2 separate regions of the Mus musculus genome follow, and region 1 is linked to region 2. A link is a contact called in public HiChIP or PLAC-seq data. All regions are on one chromosome and are shown on one strand. Each heading gives the region's core, a stretch centred on a gene start, on an enhancer-like site or on the middle of the called end of the contact. The rest is flanking DNA. Distances are from core to core; before and after follow the strand shown. Region 1 overlaps Gm19583 (predicted gene, 19583). Region 2 overlaps Gm6116 (predicted gene 6116).

Region 1 (6,573 bases), core at 3,258-5,757, 180 kb after region 2:
AGGTGGAACAACAATATGAACTAACCAGTACCCGGGAGCTCTTGTCTTTAGCTGCATATGTATCAAAAGATGGCCTAGTCGGCCATCACTGCAAAGAGAGGCCCGTTGGACTTGCAAACTTTATATGCCCCAGTACAGGGGAACGCCAGGGCCAAAAAGGGGGAGTGGGTGGGTAGGAGATTGGGGGGGTGGGTATGGGGGACCTTTGGGATAGCATTGAAAATGTAAATGAGGAAAATACCTAATAAAAACAACAACAACAACAACAACAATAGACGAAACCAAACAAAGTCCCACACAATCTTCCCCAACCCAAAGCAAAACAAAAAACAAAGACACCACCACCACCACAAACAAACAAACAAACAAACAAACAAAAACAGTCCAGACCTGTAGTGGCAGAGCAGAGGCCTTAGGTTCAATCCCCAACACAAACAGAACATCCCTAACCAAAAGAAAATGAAAATACATTTAAGCCAGGCATGGTAGTCACACATGAAATCCCAGCACTCGGGAGGCAGCAGGGCAATTGCTGTAAATTTAAGGTCAGTTTGGGAGACAGAATGAGATTCTGTTTTACACAAACAAACAAACATGCATTAGCTTGCTTGCTTCCCCCCTCCCCCCTCCTCTCTTCTGAGACAGGGTCTTTCTGTGAAGTCTAGGTTGCCTTGAGAAACCCTCTAACCTCTGCCCCCTGATCTGGAGCTAAAGGCCTGAGCCACCACCTCTGCCTATTTTCCTTCTTTGAGAACAGAGACCAGCTCGACACCAACACTGCCACACCTGGAGCACCCAGGAGACCCTCAAATGTTCTGATATGACTGCACAAACGAATCATTTTTCTGAAACCAGATATTTTATACAAGAAAAGTATTACATTCAGTTTAAAATATCAGCAGCCCTGCCAAAATGCACGTTTTTATAGTGCTAAGGTATGCTGAACTTTTGGCTCCTGATTTGAAACACACTTTAGTAGCTAACTCAGGAGGATTCCCCCGGAGCCTGGAGAAATCTCTTAAAGGTGCAAACCTCGGAGGCTGAGCGCTCCATGTGAAGCCAAGGATGAGATGATGAGGCCCTGCTCTTTTCTCATTCCATATTCCTCCCGACTTGATTTTACACAGGGGACACCTGTTAGCCTGGCAGGAAGCGTCAGCCCGGGTTCCTGGAAGCTGCAGTTGGACTGGGCAGCCAACAAAGGGGATGACGCTGTGCTGGAGAGGGTTCAGATACCTAAGAAAAACACAAAATGGCCCATGCCTGATTGTGACCCCACTCTCAAAAATCTCAGGCCTAGTGTCATGCAGAGCACCTTTAATCCTAGCACTCAGGCAGAGGCAGAGGCAGAGGCAGAGAGGCAGAGGCAGAGGCAGAGGCAGAGGCAGAGGCAGAGGCAGAGGCAGAGGCAGAGGCAGAGGCAGAGGCAGAGCCAGAGCCAGAGCCAGAGCCAGAGCCAGAGCCAGAGCCAGAGAGGCAGAGGCAGAATCTCTGAGTTCGAGGCCAGCCTGGCCTATAAAGGGAGTTCTGGGACAGCTAGAAGTATGTGGTGAGAGCCTGTTTGTTTGCTTGCTTGCTTTTTTCTTGGTTTTTTGGAGGGAGGGGTTGTTTGTTTTTGTTTGTTTATCTGTTTGTTTTCTCAAGACAGGGTTTCACTGTGTAGCCCTGGCTCTCCTGGAAGCTATGTAGACCAGGTGGCCTTGAACTCAGAGGCCTACCTGTCTCTGCCTCCTGAGTGCTGACATGAAAGGTGTGTGCCACCACCATCTGTTGGGACTCTGTTGCCTGCCTGTGGATCCTGTTCCCCTAAATGGACTGCTTTGTCTGGCCTCAGTGAGAGAGGATGTGTCTCTTCCTGCAGGGACCTGATGTGCCTGGGATAGCGGGGTGGGGGTGGGGCTCTCCCTCCTAGAAGGAGAAGGGGAGGGAGGAGCTGGTACTGGGGTGGGGTGGGGTGGGGTGGGGTGGGGTGATGGTTCTGTATGAGGAGGTACTGGGAGGAGAGGGGGAGTTGATATTGGGAAGTAAAGTGACTAAATTAAAAAAAAGAAAACTCTAATAAAACTGTCCTCAGAGCAAAGTGTATGTACACACACACACACATAAACACACACACACACACCCCAAAGATCTACAGAGGGTCCCTGGTCTGTTTCCAGAGGGGAAGGTACAGGTCTGAATAAGGAGAATGTCCCTGACAGTGGTTCTGGACAGATGTTATGAAGATGCACACTCCAGTACCACATCCAATGCAGTGAAAGTAGTCACAAGACAATGTTTTGTTTTTTTTAATGAGAATGGGAGACTAGCTCAGTCGGCATACATAATCCTTTTTAATCAATTAATATAGGTATATAGAAAATTATTCATCAGTGTGGAGATGAGAACGTACAAACATTTAATTTAACTAAGAGGCTATGTAAAAGAGTCTAATATTTCTGAGCAAAGTAAAGTATTTTTAAATGTTCACGTCTATTTTTTACTGTTCAGTTTTGTTCTTTTTTTTTTTTTTTTTTTTTTTTTTTTTGAGACAGCTTTGCTATGTAGTCCTCAACTATTTTCTTTCACTGGATGAGATTAGTTTTATCAGTAAAGAAAGACATAGAAAGAACTACTAAGGATGAATGATATTTAGTTTATGCTTATTCTCTGCCATTCACTGTATAATAACATAATCAATACCTAAGTCAACAGAATAAAAATATAATCCTATCTTATTGAACATACTTTAAAAAAAACCACAAGCAAATAAAAGCTTCATGTTTTATTTATATATAATATATAAAAGATATATACAAAAGGAGATATATAATACTATATACTATATATAGTATACATATGTGTATATATATTGTATACATATGTTTATATATTGTATACATATGTATTGTATACATGTGTATACATATGTATTATATACATGTGTATATATTGTATACATGGTATACATATATATATATATATATATATATATATATATATATGAGAGAGACAGACAGACAGACAGACAGACAGAGAGACACAGACAGAGGTAGGGGGGAGAGAAGGCTTTCAAGTTGTAATAAATGGTCTTCCTTTTTCCCCCTAGCCACAGAAAATACATTTCAGGGTGGAAAAAATGAAAGGACTCAGACAGAGTGCCTATAGCTCTGCCATCCTAAGCCAGCTCCCTGGACAGCAGAAAGTGTCCAGCCAGATAAGGTGTTTTCTTTCAGCCATGTTGGCTAATGCATTTAATACCAGCAAAGGCAGGTGTATCTCTAAGTTTGAGGCCTGGTCTACAGGCCAGCCTGGGCTACACAGAGAAACCCAGTCTAGACAAACTAAAAGTACCCAGAACTCTGTGGTCTCTCCCTTTCTCTCCTACCCTCTGAGCTCTGAAGTTAACAAGGAGTCCCATTACCGCACTAACATCAGCCCTAGGCCTGCTCTCTTCTCTCAGCCAGAAAATGTAAAGTTCCCGCCTCTTCCCCTTTAGTCACAGAGTGTTATAATGGAGATTTTTTTTCAAGGTTGAATGTGGGGGGATAGGGGACAGGGGGAGATAAAAACCACCATCCAGGAAACACAAAAGATAAGAATTAACTACAATGATAAAAAGGGCTCAGGAGGGGCTGGTGAGATGGCTCAGTGGGTAAGAGCACCCGACTGCTCTTCCAAAGGTCTGAAGTTCAAATCCCAGCAACCACATGGTGGCTCACAACCACCTGTAATGAGATCTGATGACCTCTTCAGGTGCGTCTGAAGACAGCTACAATGTATTTACATATAATTAATAAAAAACAAACAAACAAAAACAAAAAGGGCTCAGGAGGCAGTGAGTTTGGCACAGAGCTTGCCTATCACACAGGGAGCCCTGTGTTCCATCCCGGGCACTACACGTGTGGTGTACACTGTAACCACAGTACTCCATTGTGGGAGGCAGGAGAATCAAAAGTTAAAAAACTAGTGAGTTCTAGGACAGCTTGGGCCACCTGAGGTCCTATCTTAAACCAACAAACACAGGTGTGACGACTCCTGACTTTAAACCAAACATCTGGGAAACCAGTACCACACCTGGAGGGCTATGAGGCGAGGTGGGGAACCGAAAGCCACTGTTTTGGACTAAGCTCTTAGATAGAAAAAAAAAAAATAATCCAACTGGATTCTCTGTAGTTAAAGTCATCAAGGAGAAACTGCACAGTCTATGGGGCTCTCTGAGATTAGAGATAGGGCCTCAGTTCCCAAACAGACGGTCTGAACGAAGCCCCTGCTTTGATCTGCACACAAAAGAAGTGACCTGAAATAACATGGCGGTGGCTAATCAGGTATTTCCCATTGTTCTCTGCTTGTCCCTATCTTAGCAGGAAAGTGACTTTGAAATGACCGCTCTGTTTTTTGTTTTTTTTGTTTTTTTTTTTTTTTCCATGTTAACTTTTGCTTTCTCCGAGCTTGGATGTCTATAAAGTCAACTCACTTGCTATAGCTATTTGGATTTGATTCTACTGTGGAGAGTAAGGCTGACTGAGATCATAGCACTAGTTTAGTGTGATGTCCCATTTGACGAGTGTTTTCTGAGTTGTCTGGGTTCTGATCCAGACAGTAGGCTACTGAGAGACTGTTGGCAAAACTCCAGGGCAGGGCTAGATAGCGTGCCAACCACTGTACACGGTAGTCTTGGTGGCCTCTGGCAACAGTTCTAGAACTAACTTGATTTTGTGATCATAGGGTGGGCCACTCACAGGCGGGCACAGGGCTGTAGGAGCTGAAGTTTAGCAGGGTTGTCCACAGTTTGGTGGAGTGACTGGCACACCGAAGAAGAGTAGATTTAAGCAAAGCAGTAGGAGGCTGTGACCACTGAATGGGCAAGGGAGGCAGAGGGCCTGAAATGAGGGCCTGGGGACTCACTAGTTGGAAAGAAAGAATAGGTGGTATCAGGATTCAGGAAGTGAGTCAGAATGTATATGGAGGGTGCCTGTGGCATAGAACCTGTGCGAGGGAGGTGGACCAGCAAGGGGCCTTGATATTTGACAGCAATAACTTACAAATGCAGGACTAGAAACAGGCTGAGACCAGAGAATGGGATTGGCTGGTTTCTTTGACCTGGTAAGAGCCCACATTCTCCTTCCAGTAAGAGTCCTTGTTGTTCAAGCCAATCAACGATCTGTTTCATTTATTTGTACAATAATGGCTGACATCCCACCCAACCTCCAAACCTCTAGGGTTTTTACTATGTAGCCCAGGTTTGCCTTGTGTTCTTCTGAGGAGTGCTGGGATTATAGGTAGATGTCCACAGTCTTCTCCTGCCCTCCTTCTTTCTCTTCCTTCCTTCTCTTTCTTTTTTCCTTCCTTCTCTTTCTTCCCTTTCTTTCTTCTTTCCTTTCTTCCCTTCCTTTCTTCCTTCCTTCTCTTTCTTTTTTCCTTCCTTCCTTCCTTCTCTTTCTTCCCTTTCTTTCTTCTTTCCTTTCTTCCCTTCCTTCCTTACTTTCTTCCTTCCTTCTCTTTCTTTTTTCCTTCCTTCCTTCTCTTTCTTTCCTTCTCTTTCTTTCCTTCCTTCCTTCCTTCCTTCCTTCCTTCCTTCCTTCCTTCCTTCCTTCCTTCCTTCCTTCCTCCTTCCCTCCCTTGGTTTCATACATACAGCCCAGCCTGGCCCCAAACTCTCAGAGATTCTCCTGTCTCAGTCTCCTGATTGTGCTGATTGCAGGTGTATGTTACCACAGCCAGAGAATGGTTATTTTCTTAACAACCAGATTTTAAAGTTTTGGGAAACAGCTTTGCATTTCTGTTATCATTATGTTATCATTATGTTTCTGGTCAGTTTCCCTAGAGTTTTACCATAGCCTTTGAGTAACTTAACACCAGAAAGTAGGTTCTGGGTGATAGAGGCCCAAGGGAGGGGAGAAAAGGCAGATTCCACTTCCGAGTTCCTTGATGATGTTCCTCTTGTGCCCACAGAAGTCATTTCCAATGGTGAAAACTGTGTCGATGCCTCTGGGAGAGCCTTCTGCTGAGAGGAGAAAGACCTTGTTGGAGGAGGAAGGACCCTGTTCCCCATCACTTCTAGGGATGGCTGCTTCAGTAACCATCCATGTCTGTGTGTGGATTGGCATTTCTGTGAGGATGTGAGGTGTGTTGGATGAATGAAAAGGGTGGGCGGAGCTGTAGCAGCAGCAGATCTGTCCGTGGGGTGTGGAGCAGGAGGAAAACGGAGCTGAAGGGGAGTGAGTGACTGACCCCACACACAGGTCATTGAGCTGTGGATTTAGAAAGCATCAGTATAGCTGAGACATTTGTTTTTCACTGAACCTTTGACTAATGCACAGGCCCAGGAGGTATCCTTCTTCTGCAAAGTGTATATGGTTGCACATGGGACCTAAAGATGAGCTGTTCGCCCAGTAGCTTTGGAGTGACCTTTGTAATGCCTGGGGAAGGAAGGAAGGTCTGTGTGTTTTATAATTTTATTTATTTATTTATTTAGAGATCCTGGGGATTCACCCCAGGGCTTGCTGGAGAAACACTCTACATATCCAAGCCGGTTTTATTGTTGGCTTTAGGAGAAGCAAACAGTCTTTAGAGAGATAAGATAACCTTCCA
Region 2 (6,583 bases), core at 1,762-4,261:
CATTCTGTCCTCCTGCTGAGTAACAGAAGACAAAGATAGAGACTCTCTGGGCCTTACTCACGCCTCAGTGAAAAGCAGATAATATAACTGCATTTGACTTCTAGCCTTGAAGGTTGGGCACAGACCTTGGCCAAGAAAAGTGGCTTAGGTAGTTCAGAGCTCTCTAAGGGCTGTTGCCATCATCATCATCATCCCAGCCAGCCTTGGTACACATGCAAGTAAACTCAACACCCCAAAAATGGCTGAGGTCCAAGCTGGCCTAGAATTTACGACCTCTCAAGTGGTAGGATTGCAGGCCTGGAACACCATACTTGCCTCCTCCATGACTACCTTTCTACTACAGTCCAAAGAAGAGGAAGTATCCAGCTGTTTCTGTTGCAGAACAGTCAGTGTGTGTGCAAGGGCTGAGGAGACCTGTCTAGGCAGATGTTTAGGTATTCAGGGCTTAAAATAGCCTTCCTATAGAGAAGTGCTTTATTATTTATTTATATCATTTTATTATTTTCATCATTTTCATTTATCACATTTGTGTGTATATGTGTGTGTGTGTGTTCTTACATATGCATACACACACACACACCCTACTCCGAGCATCCCTGGAGGCATTTAACTAATGAAGAGTCCGGCTCTCAGTCATTAAACCCTTCTGCACATCCAAACTAGGGTCGCAGCCTGTATCCATCTGGCTGCAGAGTAGCCATTCCTTCCAGACCATAGGATGTCCAAATGGCTCCCGTTCCTCTTCCCTGTCATTTATGAGACCCGCAGCAATGCGTTTGGGAACCTAACCATTTTCTAGAAAGTTTTCAATAGTTCTAAACATCAGCTGCTTTACCTCATGCCCCTCTCTGCACACGTGACCCTCCCCACTACCACTGGGATTGATCCCATCTGCCCTTCACCCCGATCCACTGAGCTTTAAATGTGTTCCCTAAAAAGCTGGAAATGAGGAGACAGAGCTCAATAGGCCTGCGCTCACTGGACACGCCATTCCTGCACGGTATGTGGAGTGGCAGAGCCTGCCAGGGTCTGTGTCTTTGAGCTACGTAGCATATACAAATCTCATCATGTGCCAAGGAGAAAATGGGAGAGAGCCCATCAAACAGCCAGACTTGAAGTCCATCTTAGCGCAGGCTGCCTAGTGGTTTCTTCCTGAAGTGCCACCATTGTTCAAATTGTTCAAAAAATTCATTCTCAGACTCCTCCACAGGGCCCCTTCCGGAACATATCACAAGCACTGCCCTTTGACAGGCTCTCCAGGGAAGGCCTGCGATGCGCATCCTTGAGACGCAGGGAATCAGTCCAGAGACCCTGGTTGATTGATAAGGAGAAAACTGCCCACCCACTCTACACTTGAAGGCAACCAGGAGGCTACCCACAGTCCCATTCTCTGGAAACCTTGTAATGCTGTATTTCCTGGAGGGAGGACCCATAGCAGGTCTCTGTGTTTTCTTTTAAAGCACAGTTGTGGGTCGTGGGTTTAAATCCTGAGCTCAGGAGCCTTAGGTTAAACACCCAACCACATGGAGTCTTTACTCTTTACACAGTAATGAGGGACATGGCGTTTCTGCAAAGGGTTAAACAAACTGCTGTAGCCAAAAGACTGTCTATACTACCTTCTAGTAGAATTAGTGAGCATTGTTATTACCTTTTCATCATTTAATTAATTTTAAATGTATTTGTTTATATAGTTTATGTCTATGGGTGTTATGTCTGCGTGTACATCTGCACACCAGAAGAGGGCATAAGATCCTGTAGTGGCTGTGAAGCACCATGTGAGTGCTGGGAACTGAACTAAGGACCTCTGGAACTCCTAACCACTGGCCCATCTCTCCAGATCTGCTTATTACTTTCAGTGTGTGTGTGTGTGTGTGTGTGTGTGTGTGTGTGTGTGTGTATGCATATGTAAGAATAGGCATGTGTACCACACAGCACACATGTGGAGACCAGGATAACTTTCAGCGGTCAATTCTCTTGCTACCGTGTGGTTCCTAGGCATCGAGCTCAGATCCTCAAGTGTGCTGAGCAGCGCCCCTCCCTGCACTGACCCACCTCAGCAGTCTGAAATTGTGTTGTTATGGTGAAAGTAGCACGTGATCGACATATCATAGAAACTCAAGAACTATGACTCAGGAGCTGGTGATGTAGCTCAGTTGGTAGAGTGCACAAAGAAAGAGAAAGAAGAGGGAAAGGGAAGGGAGAGGGGGAGAATTAACCTGGCTTGGCCCTAAGTTAGACCTGAAAATTTTCAGTGACCTTGCTGAGAGTTCTCCTAAGTTGTCTAAGGTGCGGTGCAGCTTGGATGTGGCGCTAGAACACGTGCCTGACACCTGCCAGCTCCAACCTCAGCACCAAACCAAAATAAACAAAACCAGCAAAGGTTCTCTCTCTCTCTCTCTCTCTCTCTCTCTCTCTCTCTCTCTCTCTCTCTCTCTCCCTCTCTCTCTCTCTCTCTCTCTCTCTCTCTCTCTCTCTCTCTCTCTCTCCCTCTCTCTCTCTCTCTCTCTCTTGTGTCTGGGCATGGAATGGAAACCGTTCCTATGGAAGCCAGAAAGGGACATTGGCATTTCTGGAGCTAGACAGTTGTGAGCCACCTACTGTGGGTTCTGGAAAGTCACTGGTGTCCTGTGGAAGAACAGCAAGCATTCTTAACCACTGAGCCATCTCTCCAGCCCTGAGCAAAGGTTTTATGGAGCTATTAATGAAAAGACACAAGAGGAAAAGTCAAATATTCCTCTTCTCAGAAAGAGTGATAAGTATTTATTCAGTGCCTACTATTTGTCAGACATTTAAAATCCCCTGGTCTTGTTCTCTGTGTCCTTGGAGGTTTTGGAGGCACATCTCCCCTTTGGAATTTTAAGTATTGCATGAGCTAGTTAGTTAATGGAGGGATCAAGAGGGCGATGCCAGTTTGAAACAATGTTGTCGCTGGACTCCAGTTACAATGTATTCATCTGGACTGTGACAGCAAGGCAGTCTGAGTATGAGCCACAGTCTTCTGCCTTGGCAGCCACACCCATTCGCAGGGCTGATTGCTAGCAGCCAGCAAAGGCTTCTGATAAAAGGGAAGCTGCTGAGCTATTAGGTTTGCCGAGCTCCCAGGTAGATTTCCACAGGCAGAGGAGAAAGAGCGGTGCCTTGTTTTTGCCGGCGTGGGTGTTAGCAACGCGAGACAGGAACCCAGCATTAATACAGGCACCGGCTCCTCGTAGAGCCAACTCCAAAGGGTCCTGGTGACTTTTTCTCTGCAGTTTGACTCCTCCCTCCCTCCCTGGGAGCCTCTCTGTTCAGTCAAGCTTTTCCATCCTACCCCAGGCTGAATAGAGAGCAGAGGGTGCCAGAGACCGAGGTAGACACTCAACTCCACTTCTACCGAACCAGTCTTCCTTTCGACGTCTGTCTCTTCTCCCTTTGGTTTTTGATCATCTTGTGCTGGATTTTGCTTCTGCCACTCTTCTGTTAATAGGTAGCTGGTGATCTGCGTCATCCTGGAGGGTCATCCATCTCTACGGCCTTCTTCCACATTCTCAGGGGCCTTTCTTAATGATCACCCTTTTAGAATCACATGCCTGCTGCTGCTTCACAAGACACAAGCATTTGCTTTGTGCCCCCTGCATTTGTGTTCCAATCTTAAACTGTCCCCTTGCCTGCCGACTTCCATCCCTTAATATTCTTGAAGACAACCGGTCCCTTCTCATGGAAGTCAGTATCCTCAGACACAGGCCTTCTGAGTTTCTCTCCTGCCACAGGGCCACGGGACTGCTCTGCTTCGCCTGACAGATCAAAGGACATTTTCCCCAGCCTGTTCACTTTCTGCCTGGTGATCATAGAAGTACCCAGAGCACAGCTAGATGGCGCTCACGCCTACACATTTCTGAGGAATGACGTTTTTTTCCTCAGAGGAATTTCTGAGGAAGAAGTTTTTCCATTTGTCTCCCATCTTGAGCTCACAGCTTTGGGAGGAGGGGGACTGGAGCACATGGACTAATTACAAAGAAACTGGAACGTGTGCATTTTCTAATCAAACTGATATCTAATGGGCACGCGAGTCAGATTCAGTTCTAAGTCCTCAACATTGCCCTGCTACACATACCTTGCCCCAGGAGACAGATACAGAAATGGCACTTAGAGACTTGGTAAATTTGCCCAGAGCAGAAGGGTGTCAGAGATGGAAGTCCACAGGCATCTTGCACCAAAACTACCCTTAACAACAAGGGACTGGTTGGAGAATGGAACCAAGAGAAGAAACTGGGAGTGTTGGGAAGGCACGGCTTTCTACACAAAGCATTGTTCTGCCTAAAATTACTCCACAGCCCTAAAGCACCATGTGTATTTTGAATATCCAATCATTTTTTCTAAAAGCCCTAAGTATATAGCTCAGTGGTAGCGCACTGGCCCACTGTGTAAGATCCATGCTCAAACCCCTGCACCATGGAGTTACAGTAGGAATAATAATAGTAATAATAGCTGGGTGTTGGCAGTGAATGCCTTCCATCCCAGCACTCAAGAGTCAAGAGTTCAAAGTCTGCTTGGGCTATGGAGGGAGACAGTATCTCAAAACAACAATAGCGATAATTTTTATGAGACTGAATATATAGGACTCAACTCAACTATGATCAAAGGTGAATCTGGCACACATAGGCCGAACTTTATATATTAAGAGGGGAGAGCTAAGAGCATTTGGCTCTTGCTTCTTCTCCATTCTCTTCTCTGCTCATTTTCAGACTCAAGCTTTGTGGGACACACTGAACTTATAACAGGACCCATGATGTCCCAAGGATGCACTGAACATGTATGTTGCTGAGTCCATTTCTATTCTCCAAAGAGTAGCAACATTTTTTTACTCTGAATGAAGATCCGTGTGGACCATACTTGAAGACCCTGTAAATCTCGAATAAATAAATCTCTAATTCTATCCCTACTGACTCCCCTGAAGGCCTCCTAGCCTTTCCATCACCCCCTCCCTCCCTAAGGCGTGATGTTAGAGAGGGGACCCAGGGGGAAGAGGCAACATCCCTACTCTATCACAGGTGGAACCTCACTTCTCATTGTTGATAGACGCTTGCAGGTTAGGTGACCACTTATAAAGCCCCTCCTGGAGTCTTGGGGGTTGCCTGTAACCACTAGTGGTTCCTGTCATTTACTCTTCATTACTGGAGTACTCTGGCTGCAGTAAAGGTGATCAATCACAGAATGGTATTGTCCTTTAAAACTCCGTATAGGAAACAGGCACTGGGCTGGACCGTGAGGTTTTGTAGGATCTAGTACACAGAGATTTGTGAAAGACCAAAGCCACTGTGTTTCTGCAGTCTGCCAAAAAGTAGACACACATGTACATAGATGTCGAATGTGTACTCCTGCCAACAAAAACATGTCTCCATCCCAAGTTCAGCTACTACTCCATGTGAGCCAATTGCGAGGCATTTGCACATCACTAAAGAATGAGAAGGGAACTTTGTTCCCAGCCCCTGCCACACAGCCCAATCAGCAGACGGCCAGGAGGGAGCAGAGCCACAGGCATTTGGCACACACATGTGCACTGCCTGCTTCTTTCCAACCTGGCGGTCCAAGAATCAGGCACAGGGGCAGGGAGGGTCAAAAAGGGCTCTGAAACACATTTGTAGACCCGGAAGTATAACCTGGAGAAAGGCTGGTCAGCTGGGTATATGGAGGAAGATCCACACCCCGTACCCAGACCCTTTCCTGTTGTAGAGGAGAGAGAGAAATTCCTGCCCGAGGGAGCAGCCCCGCAAGTTCTGGAAGCCTTAAAGTTGATCTTGGCTGCGTTCTTCTGCAGGTGTCTGATAAGCTCCATCTGATCCTCAGTGTTCTGGACTCTCAGAGAAGACCTCCCCCCTTGAATGAGAAGACCCTTAAAGGCCACCTGAAGGAACTCCAAGATCAGGTCAGTGTCACCATCAGCTATGGCCCATCATGGGTACCCAGAGTCACTTAGCCCTCCAGAATTTATCAAGACCACTCTTAGAGCTAGAATATGAGGGTGCTTAGGGTTCCCAATTGTCCAGACCATTGATGTGCCTGATTCCCTTTTGATTTCCTGTGAATTTGTATCTAAGCTGTGTGTAACCAATTGTTTACACCAATTTCACAGCAACCCTACATCTCAGCCATACTGGTTCTACGTGATTAGATACACCTGAGGCTACACCTGTCCACACTTGTCACTAGGTCAGCCTCCTGCTGAAGGAACATCTGTGTGGTCCTGAGCAGGACCTCGAGGGTATGCAGGTGGAGAGAGGCGCTCAAGGAGCCACTAATACTGGCCAGAGTGAGTCCTGCTCAGGCTATGGGTTATAGGTTTAGCTGCCAGCAGTCTCCTGCAGCAACACCGCTCATTAACTAGCTCTTACTTTCCTTTTGGGATACTCACATGATCCCATGTGATTACTGTTCAGAACTGGGACTGTAATTTGGTGTTAGAGCGTTTGTCTGTAACGCGTGAGACCCCGGGCCATGCCAAATCACACTACCGTCTCCGAAGAGCTGGATCCTCAATACCACCTTGGTCTCTTGCCACTTTGACTCTCTTCTCTGAAAGACAAGAGGGTGTGACCCCCACACT

The links. HiChIP or PLAC-seq counts read pairs in DNA pulled down with a chosen protein or histone mark.
Region 1: an H3K27ac HiChIP or PLAC-seq map of extraembryonic endoderm stem cells shows a contact between it and region 2. The contact joins two enhancer-like sites. A contact is called at or near these places in 1 of 39 promoter capture datasets (neural stem cells), 5 of 15 datasets of contacts at CTCF or cohesin (CD8 T cells, large pre-B cells, liver and 2 more), 105 of 484 Hi-C or Micro-C datasets (the 3T3-L1 cell line, the 63-12 cell line, the AML12 cell line and 62 more), 36 of 115 datasets of contacts at active chromatin or transcription factors (CD4 single positive thymocytes, CD8 T cells, astrocytes and 27 more) and 3 of 9 other capture datasets (adipose tissue, embryonic tail and liver).

What each region holds. Positions count from the first base shown.
Region 1 is chr5:75,133,739-75,140,311 of GRCm38.p6, forward strand. Gm19583 (predicted gene, 19583) reads left to right here. Exons shown (of 4, transcript NR_045792.1): 3 at 5,935-6,106. Among named protein-coding and RNA genes, the nearest start is that of Pdgfra, 15 kb to the right of the region's middle. Within about 2 kb of position 4,508, at least 8 of the 459 cell types and tissues checked have an H3K27ac peak or open chromatin away from gene starts, as enhancers often do. A contact at or near this core is called in extraembryonic endoderm stem cells, where this site is marked.
Region 2 is chr5:74,957,515-74,964,097 of GRCm38.p6, forward strand. It overlaps Gm6116 (predicted gene 6116), which reads left to right. Exons shown (of 5, transcript NR_045866.1): 3 at 4,725-4,792; 4 at 5,798-5,905. Gm52778 (a long non-coding RNA gene) reads right to left here. Exons shown (of 2, transcript XR_003955747.1): 2 at 1-15. Among named protein-coding and RNA genes, the nearest start is that of Gm6116, 12 kb to the left of the region's middle. Within about 2 kb of position 3,012, at least 50 of the 459 cell types and tissues checked have an H3K27ac peak or open chromatin away from gene starts, as enhancers often do. A contact at or near this core is called in extraembryonic endoderm stem cells, where this site is marked.